Regions from separate parts of the Zea mays genome. Here region 1 is linked to region 2. A link is a contact called in public Hi-C data. All regions are on one chromosome and are shown on one strand. The core of a region is the stretch at or near the end of the contact, and the rest is flanking DNA. Distances in the headings are between cores, read along the strand shown.

Region 1 (5,690 bases), core at 941-3,440, 440 kb before region 2:
TTGACCAACAAATTTATTTAATTATTTAACTACTAAAATGGAAAGCATACCATTAAAACTGTCACTGAAATAACTTTGAGCATACCTTGTATGTCCTTTCACTCAAAACTCAAAAGTGTATAGAAAAGACAAATTGGAAATAACGAAGATGCCATATATTTAAAAACAGAGGGAGTAACCTTTTTCCCTATTTATCCTTAGAAAAATACTACTAATAAAATGTAACAACAGGGATGATTAAATATACTATTAAAAATAACTTTGAGGATACCATTAAAAATACTACTAATAACAGAGGGAGTTGCCTTGTATGTCCTTTCCATTAAAAGTGGAAAGCATACCATTAAAACTGTCACTGAAATAACTTCTGCACAAATGATACTGTAGAAGCTAAAATATTCGTGCTAAGATATTAAGAAAATAGTTTTACATCAAAGAAGATTGTGTCTTTCTATTCTCAGCATTTACCATGACATGCATATGCAGAAGCAAGACATGTGATACATGATATATCTTGAGAGCCAAGACTACATAAAACACATATTTGTTCAATGTCAAATTATGCATGAAGCCATGAACCAAGAACAATATTGGCATCATGCAATTTCAATTCTCTTGGTAGACCTACTGAATGGTCACTCCATGTGCACAAGAGAATAAAGCTACGAGAGAGAAGTAGAACCAGCAAGGTGGGAGGTCTCCCACACTTGCACACCTTGCATCTCTTCTCTTGTCACAAACAAGCGGTCTCCACCCCCTTCAATCATCTGTATCATCCCACGCTTAGCATCCTTTTCTGTGTCCACATAGCAACTCCTATAAAATCTGTCATCAATTCCTTCATTTTTGGGTCTTTCCTTTACTCCTGATTGCTCTGTCAATTCCCCTGTGTTGTGGCGGTGCTCTTCCAGTCGGGACCAAACCTCCAATCCATCCTTTCGGCTGACAAAAACTTGAGAGCGGTGACAGCACAGAACACTGCCATAGCCTCCTGCGCTCCCTCGTGGTCCTGATGACATATACACCCAGGGGTCATCGCCAAGGCATCTCAGGTCTGCCACTGCTAAATCTCCTGACTTTGAGCAAACCTTGTATATTGCCTGCTGCTTCACATCCACATCTGCATCTGCAAATGGATCCCCAAACCTACTGCTTCTTCCAGCTCCCCCTGGCTCGCTTGTCTCCCACACCACATTCCCAGACCGAATGTCCCATAGCCTCATATAGCCAGAGTAGCCAAATGCCCCGGAACTAACGAATGACGCAAACACCAGACCAAGTGCCTGCAGGTGCACCACTCGACCTGGTGCCGATGACTTAGCCGCACTACCACTTTGCCGGCCAATCTCCTGTGTAGGCTTCAGAGTTACAGGGTCAACAGCCATGATGCAGTTTTCCCGATGAGGGCACTCAAACGTTGCCAAGATCGGTGAATTCTTATCGGCGGCATCAGCTGGAGGACGGGCCGCAATGGCGACGACCTTCGCCTTGCTGGTGCGAGTGTCAGTGGGATCCGACCACTGAACGGAGGCGACATGTTTGCCATCGAGAAAGTCGTACACGTGAAGCCCAGGAGCGGAGTCAGACCCAAGGACGGCGAGACTGGAGGGCAGCTGCAGGAGGGAGGTGACGCGGTGGAGGTGGGTCCGAATGGTGGCGCGGTGATCCAGCGCTGGGGAGTAATAGGTGACCAGCCCGGCGCCATGGGCGAGGCATAGTGACCCGTCGTGGTGCGGCGCAAGGGCGGTGGAGAAGGGCTCGGAGGAGGGGCAGAGGGTGGAGGCGAGGGAGGCTGAGAAGCCGCGGAGCGGCGGCGGAGATAGCGCAGCGAGGAGCTGGGCGTGCAGGCCGTAGAAGTTGGCCTCGTCGAGGAGGACGCGCGCGGGGAAGTCGGGCGCTGCGGTGGACGGGGAGCGGATGGCAGCGAGGACGGCGGATAGGAGGGCTGGGTCGCGGTCCACGAATGTTGGGGTAGGGGAAGGGGAACCGATAGACATGGGGAGGGAAAGGGAGCTTGCCTCCAGCGAGAAGAGCTTGCCCCCCACGTTGAGCTGCTTCATCATGCCGCTCCGCCCGCCGTGGACGATGGTTCCCATGGCTGCAGAGTGCAGACTCAGGAACCTTGATGTGGACTGCTGGCTGTTGTTCGGCTGTCCAACGAGACGACGACCTCTCTTCAGACTCCAGCCGTGCAGAGTGTGATGATGAATCAGACACGGTGTTGGGACTATTTCAGGACGATCAGGCAGCCCAATCCCCATAGGCCCATGATGGGGTAACAACACAAACAAACAAATTGAGCCATATTCAAATCCTCTTCTCTATTAATTAGACCCGTGCGTTGCAACGGGAGTACGCTGGGATGGGCATCGACACATATCTAATCGGATCTTATATTTCCTTGGGGGTCTAGAGAAAGTTTACTCGAAAACCAAATATGTTAAGACCTGAGCATGTGTTACCCTTATGCCCCATCAGCACACTGTTCCGCGCTTGTATGAGTCTTATTAATTTACATGTCTCGTGCATAGTCTCTCATGTCTCGGTAGCAGTATCAGATTCCTTCAACCGTGGTCAAACCAACTGAAAGATTACAGAACAGTGGGAAAACGAACTCACTATAAGTCGAGACCTTTTTGTTCTACACTTCTCCTTTACATAAGCAACATATATATTTTCTTATCATTTCCAGACAACAACTCCAACAGAAATTTCAAATCCAAGAACAACAACCAGTGTAATGAGATATCTGTAATGAGATATCTACTCTTGTAAAACTGACAATATAAACTGTTAAGGACAAATATTCAAGACCTCCTGCTTTAATTCTCAAGAAATTAATAGATAAGTAGTCCAGATGCGCTGCCATCTCAGGAACAACGCCGTCACCCCACACATCTGCTCGCCCACAAACCTGGTCGTGAATCTGATGTCAAATGGTTTTGCTTCACACTTGATCCGCAAACTGTCTCAACTGAACCATAAAACCCTCCCTTAACCACGGGAAATGATGTGTTTTACCTGCTTGTAACCTTGCCCAACGAACCGGGCTCGCCACGAGACAGCTGATGGAGTAGATGTAGAATTGTCACTGCTACTGACAATAACAGCATCGCCTCCTTCTGAAGGAGTGTCAACTGCGAGGATCTCATCAGAAGCAGCTGCGGAGTTCCCCAGAAGAGGAGCACCTTGAATGTACCTGCGGTACGATCAAGAGATGGTATGATGCATCATGAACCGTGAAGGTATGTGGTCACAAAAAACGAGGACATGCTGGAACCTGCACCTATCTCATCTGTTAAAACATTAAAAAAATAAGAAAACCCTTAAATCCTAGCCTGAAGAAACCCTCAAATTTTTTATATTGTTTTATATCAACCTGGCTAAACTTGAGATTGTTCGACTATATACTATACCAGGGGTTTGAGTTCATTTGGAGTACACAATCACACCAATGCTGCATATGCAAGATAACATGTACTCCCCTATGTTCCAAATTACAAGTTCTTTTAGCTTTTCTAGATACATACTAAAAGCTATATATATCTAAATGTGTAGCAAAAGCTACGTACCTAGAAAAGCCAGAAAGAACTATAGTTTGGAACGGATGGAGTAGCATGTTAAAAAGGATAATAAAGATTTCAAGAACAGACGAATCATTATGAATGTCATGTGAGGATCTGGGATGTAGCAAACATAAAAATTGGGGGCAGTTTAACATAATTCATTCGTTTTCACAGTGCTCTAACGCTACATAGGGAAACCAAAAGTAGAACCTCAGTCAATACATTATGTGTAGAGATAGAAAACTCTGAAACTTCATGCGCCAGAATTGATGACCAGACACATGCTCATCCAACTGGGGCCCAAGGGGCAGGAAAGAATAATGAGCTGTAGCAAACAGGAGGAAGCATAAGCAAGTTAGAACCTGACCCTTTTATAAAAAAAGTTAGAACATGACACGGTCGATGTCAACTGTCATCATCTGATAAAAAAGCCAATTTAGTTGACCTGTAAGCATAAGCAAGTTAGAACCTGACCCTTTTATAAAAAAAGTTAGAACATGACATATGCTCACCTTAAGCTCGCTGTTGCTTTTTCTCAATAGCTTTCTTCCATCGCTTTTGATCAAGCGCCAATGTCATGTCTTGCCAACTGAGATAAATGGTATCATATGTCAATCAACATGTATCGGGCCGATAAAACAGCAGAATGTTAATAAAAGGGTCTTCGTACATACGTACATAACACCAAGAGAGATTTTATAAGCAAATATACAGTTCATTCACAACAGGGAGAAAATATTTCTTATGCTTCTCGGATGCTAAAGATAACACTGCAAACCATTCATTCCTTAAGAATGAAATTATGGTCCATGAAACCTTAGCAAATTCAGATTACAAGATGCTTTATGGTGCAAGATGAAAATAGTATTCAAGTCTCAACACCCAAGACTCAGATCACAAGCCTAAAATTTGGGAGGTATCATAACGAGAATTAGATTAAAATGCAGAAGAGATGATCCAAACACTTATACACATGGGAACTTGCTGCCATAAAGTTCTGTAAAACCTATAGATAGTCTACAAAAACCATGCAAGTTCTTAAAAAAGTTACCAATGGAAAAATGCAAAAATTATGAGAACCTTTTTTAATATAATTTTCACATATAGAAACGACACATAATATGTCAGTCCTATTGGTTAATCTAATAATGTCGGCGTTTCGAGACCGGGGGGTCCCTGGGCCGACGAGTGAAATGTCGCCGCGTGCCCCAGCCCAGATGGGTCGGCGCGAGACGGAGCGCGAAGGGGGGAAGAAAGGGCAGCCGGAGCGAGAGAGGGAGGTGGAAATCCCACGGCCTTCGTGTTCTTGTCCCGCGCCCAGGTCGGGTGCGCTTGCAGTAGGGGGTTACAAGCATCCACGTGGGAGAGGGAGCAAGCGGCCTCACGCGAGCGCCTGTCCCGTCCTCCTCCCCGCGCGGCCAACCCTCTGTAAGAGGGCCCTGGTCCTTCCTTTTATAGGCGTAAGGAGAGGATCCAGGTGTACATTGGGGGTGTAGCAGAGTGCTAACGTGTCTAGCGGAGGAGAGCTAGCGCCCTAAGTACATGCCATCGTGGCAGCCGGAGAGGTTTTGGCACCCGGTTCGTGTGGTGTCGTGGCCGTCGGAGGACCGCTGAAGCTTGGCGGAGGGACAGCTGTCGGAGCTGTCGAGTCCTTGCTGACGTCCTCTTGCTTCCGTAAGGGGGCTGAGAGCCGCCGTCGTCATAGAGCGTGTGGGGCGCCATCATTGCTTGTTTGGCGGAGCGAGCCAGATGGGACGCCGGTCTTGTTTCCCGTAGCCTGAGTCAGCTTGGGGTAGGGTAATGATGGCGCCCCCTGTTGACGTGGTCGGTCCGTGCCCTAGGTTGGGCGATGTGGAGGCTCCTCCGAGGTCGAGGTCGAGTCTGTCTTCCGAGGCCGAGGTCGAGTCCGAGCCCCTGGGTCGGGCAAGGCGGAGACCGTCGGCTGAGGCCAGGGCTGAGTCCGAGCCCTGGGGTTGGGCGAAGCGGAGTTCGTCGTCTTCCGGGGCTGAGCCCGAGTCCGAGCCCTGGGTCGGGCGGAGCGGAGTTCGCCATCTTCCGGGACTGAGCCCGAGTCCGAGCCCTAGGTCGGGCGAAGCGGAGTTCGCCGTCTTCTGGGACAGAGCC
Region 2 (6,349 bases), core at 1,392-3,891:
GTCCACTTGTCACTACAAGTACAAATTCCATCCGTCCAAGTCCAATGTCATCCCATCTCTTAGATTCACAAGCCCAGTCAATGGAAACGGTAATTTTTTTCCACGAATACTGTCACTTGAGAGTATTGTCTATTTAAATGCAAATTTTAATGCACTTCTCATTTCTCATCATAAATTTGTTACTCCACCAAAATAGTCATCACAATCATACACTTTTTAATTTAAATAATGCTCCTGCATAACTTCTGTGATCCCTACAGCAATGTGCAAGGCGTCCTTCTAGTGCTTAGAGAATTTTGCAGCCAGTCTCAACGAATCTTTTAGGATTCACACATTTTTTTTCTTGATCCGACACAGTGCAAAATAGCATTAATATTTTATGTTTACTCCTTGCTTTGTTTTTGTCCGTAAATCTTTGCAGAAAAGTCTGAACAGTTGGATTGGGATGCACGTATTAACATCATACTTGGAGCTGCAAAAGGCTTGTCTTACTTGCATCACGATTGTTCGCCTCGAATAATACATCGTGATATCAAGTCGAGCAACATCTTGCTTGACGGCAGTTTTGAGGCCCGCGTATCAGACTTTGGACTTGCAAAGCTTTTAGAGGACGAAGAATCCCATATCACTACAATAGTTGCAGGAACATTTGGTTATCTTGCGCCAGGTATGTGGAAGTCGTTCTGCTACATCCAGAGGGGAAAAAAGAAATGAACTTCTGTTTACTCTTTAATTACCGCATCGGACTTTCTCTGGTTGCTAAAATATCACTGCTAATGCTCTGAGCTAACATCAACAAAATCCAACTCCACAGAGTATATGCAGTTTGGCAGAGCCACCGAGAAGACCGATGTCTACAGTTTTGGGGTTCTGGTACTTGAAATACTCAGCGGAAAGCGGCCTACGGATGCATCCTTCATTGAGAAGGGATTAAACATTGTTGGATGGGTATGTCCTGTTATGACCTTCCCTTTGATATGCACCCTTGTCATAAGGGCTCCATTATTTTAATTCTAAGCGTGTGACCTTCTATCGAGTTGGGGTAACCTGAAAGGAAAGGATCATCTTGTCGTTTTGGCAGTTAAATTTTCTGGCTGGCGAGAACCGGGAGAGGGAAATCGTCGATCTGAATTGTGAAGGAGTGCACACCGAGACCTTGGACGCTCTGCTCTCTCTCGCCAAGCAGTGTGTCAGCTCTTTGCCGGAGGAGCGGCCGACGATGCACAGGGTGGTACAGATGCTGGAGTCGGATGTAGTTACGCCGTGCCCTAGCGACTTCTACGATTCAGAGTAGCCTCCTGGACGGACAAGCCACAGTGGTGCCGCTAGTTTCCCGTGGAGGCGCATTCCTTTATTCTTTGCAGATATTGTGTAAATGCATTGCCGCGGTGTTTGTTTGGTCTCCTCCAATCGGCTGGTTCAACGGGTGACATTTTTGCGTCTGTGTTTATCTGTCATGCTACAAGTTGGCTATGTGCTGATTTAATAAGAGAGAACTTACCAGTGTGTGTTTAAAACATTGATCTTTTGGGGTTGTTTGGTTCCGAAGGTTAAATTTTAGTCTCATCAAATCGGATGATAACCCAATTACACACACAAAAACTAAGCAGTAAGATGAGTATATTAAACCTAATTAATCTACAATAAATTAGATTTAATGAATTTGTTTCTTAGTTTAGTTTTCAACTATCTAATTATTTTCTAATTAGATTATATTTAATACTGTTAATTGGCTATTTTATAATTAGATTATATTTAATACTGTTAATTGGCGTTCAAACATAATACATACACCAAACTTTAGAACCAAACAACTCAACTTCGAAATGCTTTAAAACTGGGTTCGTTACAGACGGCACTGATACACGACGGATGAGACTTCAATATCGTTCGGAACACAGTAGCCACAACACACGCTACTCAAGACAGCCATGATACCGGTACAACACAGTTACACGGACGCTGGCATTTTATGGACACCCGGCATGTGAAGAACTACCCGATCGATCAACACTAAGACGAAGACGGCACACCATCGGTTGTGGGCTTGAGCATACTAGCCGGAGATCTGGATAGACTTGACGTCGGCCTTCTTGGCCTCCTCCTTAGGCACGGTGACGGTGAGCACGCCGTTCTCCATGGACGCACTGATCTGCTCCGTCCTGGCGTTCTCCGTCAGGCGGAACCTGCGCAGGAACTTGCCGCTGCTGCGCTCCACGCGGTGCCAGGTGTCCGTCTTCTCCTCCTGCTCCTTGCAGCGCTCGCCGCTGATCTGGAGCACGTTGCCGTCCTCCAGCTCCACCTTCACCTCCTCCTTCTTCAGCCCCGGCACGTCGGTCTTGAACACGTGCGCCTCCGGCGTCTCCTTCCAGTCGACGCGAGCGCCGGCGAAGGCGGCCGTCTCCGAGCTGGTGGTGGTGCCTCCGAACGAGGGGAACAGGCTGCTGCTGCTGCTGCTTCCAGAGCCGAAGGGAAATAAGCCCTGGAAGGGGTCCCAGAGGTCGAGGGAGAAGGGGTCGAATGCGCTTCCACGGCGAATCAGCGACATTGTTGCTCGAGCTCGAGTTTTGAGTGACGAGGGGGGATTGGGATTGTTGTTGTTTCGGCGACTCGGGTATGTGCTTTTCTTGGCTGCTCTAGGCTTCTAGCTTCTGATGAGGAGCGTCGACGCGGGAGCGGCTCAATTTATAACGAGCGATGGGAGGGCCTGCCTGTGGCCTGTGGGCTTCCGGATGTTTCTCGTCTTGTGTGCCCCAGGGTGGGCTAGAAGTTACTAGATTTCACGATTGGGCCAGAACCAGAATTCACTCAGACTTCCCATCCAACAAACTTGACCTGCTAGATTGATCTGGAATCTTCGACAATCTCTTGTTCGTGGAGTGAGTGAATTCCCTTGTTCGACTATCACGGTTGGCCCAACCGTTTTGCATTTGTGGCCCAGTTTTCCAAATCCAGTGGCCACCAGTACTTTCTCGCACGAGACATAATCCGTGTGTTTGGATATCGTATAAGCGGAGCCAGGATGGTATGAGTCTAGCTAGTATTAGTGGAACCAGGGTAAATTTATGCAGATGCTTTTGTTTGGTTATTTGTATCGACTCATGCAGAACAGATACAGACTTTGTTTGGTTGGTTGCACTAAAATATGTCTTATTAGAGAAGAGTATATAAAAAACCTTCAAATATTATGTAGCATGAGTGGTCTAGTTTTGTTCCTAAAAATCTCAAAAACATAAATATAAAATCGGTTGGGTGATCATATTTTTAAATTGCAAGATATAACAAAAAAACTATCTAAAACTGTTTCTCGTGAACTGTGTCGTTGCATACCATGAGCATGCATGTCGGCGTACGCTCGCTTGGAGCGTTCCTCGCGGGCCTGGCTGCGCCCGTTTTCTTGCATGTGTGGAACTTGGATGTATAAAGAAGCGAACCAAACAAATACAACTTTACGTATCCGCGGGCGCAACTTCTATAGTCATGCAGTCTACCAATCACGCGGAATAAGTCGTACGAACGAAGGGTTAGTTCTGTCATTATTTTTACCGTGTCTCACTTTACATTTATACTAGTCCTATGCTCTCGCGTATTGTTAAGGCTTTTTGCACAAAAAATATATGTGTTATTTTGATTAGATAAATGTGAATGTCGAGCTAACAACCCCTCACTTGTACATAAACACAAAATAAAATATGAAGTAACATAGTACCAGCAAGGCAGTAAATACTAGGTGTTTAGCAATTTTTAGTGCTCTTATAAACAACTAAAATTTTATTGAACATGGCTTGTCTATCATCACAACCAAACACTATGATATTGTACAAGTTTACTAAGCAAATAATTAGACCATAGCTCTTCTAGAGACATATGTGGCCAATAGGTCATGTCCGGCCAGCACGACCCAAATCCGTTATAGACCGTGCTGATTTAATCGGACCGAAGCAAGATACAGATAAATGACAGGCCGCACCGCGTGCCCATCCGTGAGCCGAAGTCTGAAGCTAAGCACAACCTGACTACAGAGAAACAGCAGGCATTGTGATACGATCCTTTGTTGGTTGTCGCTCTTCTAGTCACTCCAACGTTTAGGCGATGGGGGTCTATGTGTGGATTAGAGTTTAGGGTATGGTACTAGTGTTGGCTTTTCCTGCGACCCTTTAATTCTTTATATAGCGTCGTGTGATCGGGAGAGATTCCAACCGAGGTTAGCATGAACCCTCCCAATCAAGAATCCGGTTTAAGGAGATGGATAGTTAGGTTAAGCTCAATCCAATCACTGATGACCGACCATAGAGGATACACAACACTCCAGAGTCAAGAGCACAGAATGAGAAGATTTCAGTTCGCAACTACATCTCCCACCATTTCTAGGCAGAGCGATTTAATGGTGTACAGGAGTCACATTAAACGATTAAATAGACTGAAAGCTCGTTCCAAAAGAAAAAGGAGACGGAAGGAAGTCTAACGCTACATTCCGTCATTCGATCTGAATTCTCATCATCTGAATGACACAGACAGCTTCCCGCTAACATCTGTAGGGTACAAGGGTCCGCGCAGTAATTTGCTCACCGAGCATTCCAATGCAACCTAAACGATACATACTCACACTGTCACGTTGTGTACGTCTTCACACCGACTCGTCGACGACGACATGTCCAACGAACCTGTCCTCTTTCTGCGAGTTTGTCTCCGTCCCAGCCCACCCAGCCAGCCGTCTTTTGGTGGCTACCGATCGGGAAGCAGTGTGTGAAGCACAGGGTCCCCTGGCTTCGGACACAGCTCTTTGTAGCTGTGTTGTGTTGTCACAGGTACAGACAAATGCCCAGTCTCGCTGAGAAGAGAGAACTCTCCGCTTGTCTTGTTCTTTTTTTTCACGAGCTACGGAATCTTCGAAGCACACCTGTTTGTTTGACAGTGTTTCTGATTCACCCGATGGCTGATGGTTTAGGAATCAACGTGTGTTGGTGCCGTCGCTTTCTGCGCCAGTCGTCCTAGGAAACGTCATGCCGTACCCGTACTACAGGTCGATGCCGAAAACACGCCACGCCAGTGTGGATCCAGTCCAGACCGGCATTTCGGTCAGTAGTGGACTAGCGGTGCGGGAGAGGGAGAAAACAAAAATACAGGCCTCGCCGCTCGAAGGCAGATGAGACTTGAGAGCACCAAGAAATCGCCGTTTCCCCACCCCACGTTCCGTATGTCCTTCCTTTCCACCAGCACTGGTTTTCGCCGCAGATTGTGGAACTAAAGTAACAGGAACGTGAGCTTCCCTCGATCGTTCACGAAAATTCATCGTCGCCGTGTGGATCAGAGTCTGTCCGTGGCGAAAACGCGGCCAGCCATCTGACCATCTTCCCCCCACCTGAGCTCGCGCCGGCCGGCGCATATAGAGGCCTCGCTTTACAGCTCCAAAGTGCCGGGCACGCACCGTGTTTTCTGTGCCTGGATCGCGGGCAGCTAACGCAGGCAGCAACTGTCACCAAACCGGAATTCCTGCAGGCAGGTCGTCCCACATCTCCACGCCGACGTGACCACCGGAACCACCCACCACACCACTTGAGTCAGTGCCCTCGATCGATGAGTGAGGAATGTCGGTCTGATTGATCCCTGCTGGGTCTCGCATGCCCAGCCGGACACCTGTAGTCTGTGGAGCGCGCGCGGTCGAGGTCGATCTCAACAGTGATTAGGACAGAGTGGTTGTGGGCTTGTAGCCATGGCCGTTAAGCTAGCCGTCGCAGCAACAAGCAACCTAGGTGGCAGCCCGCAGACGATGACAGGATCAAACCCCCCACACCCCCCTACGACCGCGACGCGAATGAATACAGCAGCACGCACCTTGCGGGGCGATGCGGCCGACGCAAACGTACACCACCACCAGTCCACCACCATAGCAAGCAAGATCGGCGGCGGGCGGCCGCGCGCCGTTCGTTCTGACCTCGCCGATCGAGCTGTCCCCCGCCGGCGCCGCGCGAGGCAGGAAGGCCGCCCGGCCGGCTGGCGCAACCACCGGGGATTGAGCGCCGATCGTTACGGCACCTAACCTAACACGGCACCCGCCCCTAGCGATTCGGGTGCGCGAGGCAACGTCAACGGATCGAGTGTACTGCTGGTCGTCCCTCCGAATCTTTCGTACTCCGCAGTACCAGTTATGGAAAGGGACTCGGCCGTGGTGGCAGCGCGGGTTTGATCGAACTGGGATGGGACTATGGGAGTGAGTGATGAAGCAAAAAAAAAAAAAAACGGACGGAATTGGTGCCGTGCGTCTCGGCCTTTTCCTTCCGTTCTTGGCGAGTCTAGACTCTAGAGTTCAAACCGAGTACGTACACCGAGCACGGCATGCTCCAAAATC

Evidence for each region. A called contact is a pair of places that touch in the nucleus more often than the background predicts.
Region 1: a Hi-C map of ear shows a contact between it and region 2, with 2.8 times the contacts expected there. The contact joins the promoter of LOC100304244 here to the promoter of LOC100283766 in region 2. A contact is called at or near these places in 5 of 25 Hi-C or Micro-C datasets (ear, leaf, leaf mesophyll and 1 more).

The regions. Positions count from the first base shown.
Region 1 is chr9:146,906,044-146,911,733 of Zm-B73-REFERENCE-NAM-5.0, reverse strand. It overlaps LOC100304244, which reads right to left and starts at 2,190. Exons shown (of 1, transcript NM_001165689.1): 1 at 512-2,190. The coding sequence starts at 2,096. The coding sequence ends at 663. It overlaps LOC111590112 (a long non-coding RNA gene), which reads right to left and starts at 4,233. Exons shown (of 2, transcript XR_002749197.2): 1 at 4,079-4,233; 2 at 3,663-3,891.
Region 2 is chr9:146,469,267-146,475,615 of Zm-B73-REFERENCE-NAM-5.0, reverse strand. It overlaps LOC100283766, which reads right to left and starts at 2,641. Exons shown (of 1, transcript NM_001156665.2): 1 at 1,803-2,641. The coding sequence starts at 2,548. The coding sequence ends at 2,057. LOC100281527 reads left to right here. Exons shown (of 14, transcript NM_001154445.2): 12 at 422-667; 13 at 815-948; 14 at 1,082-1,513. The coding sequence ends at 1,294.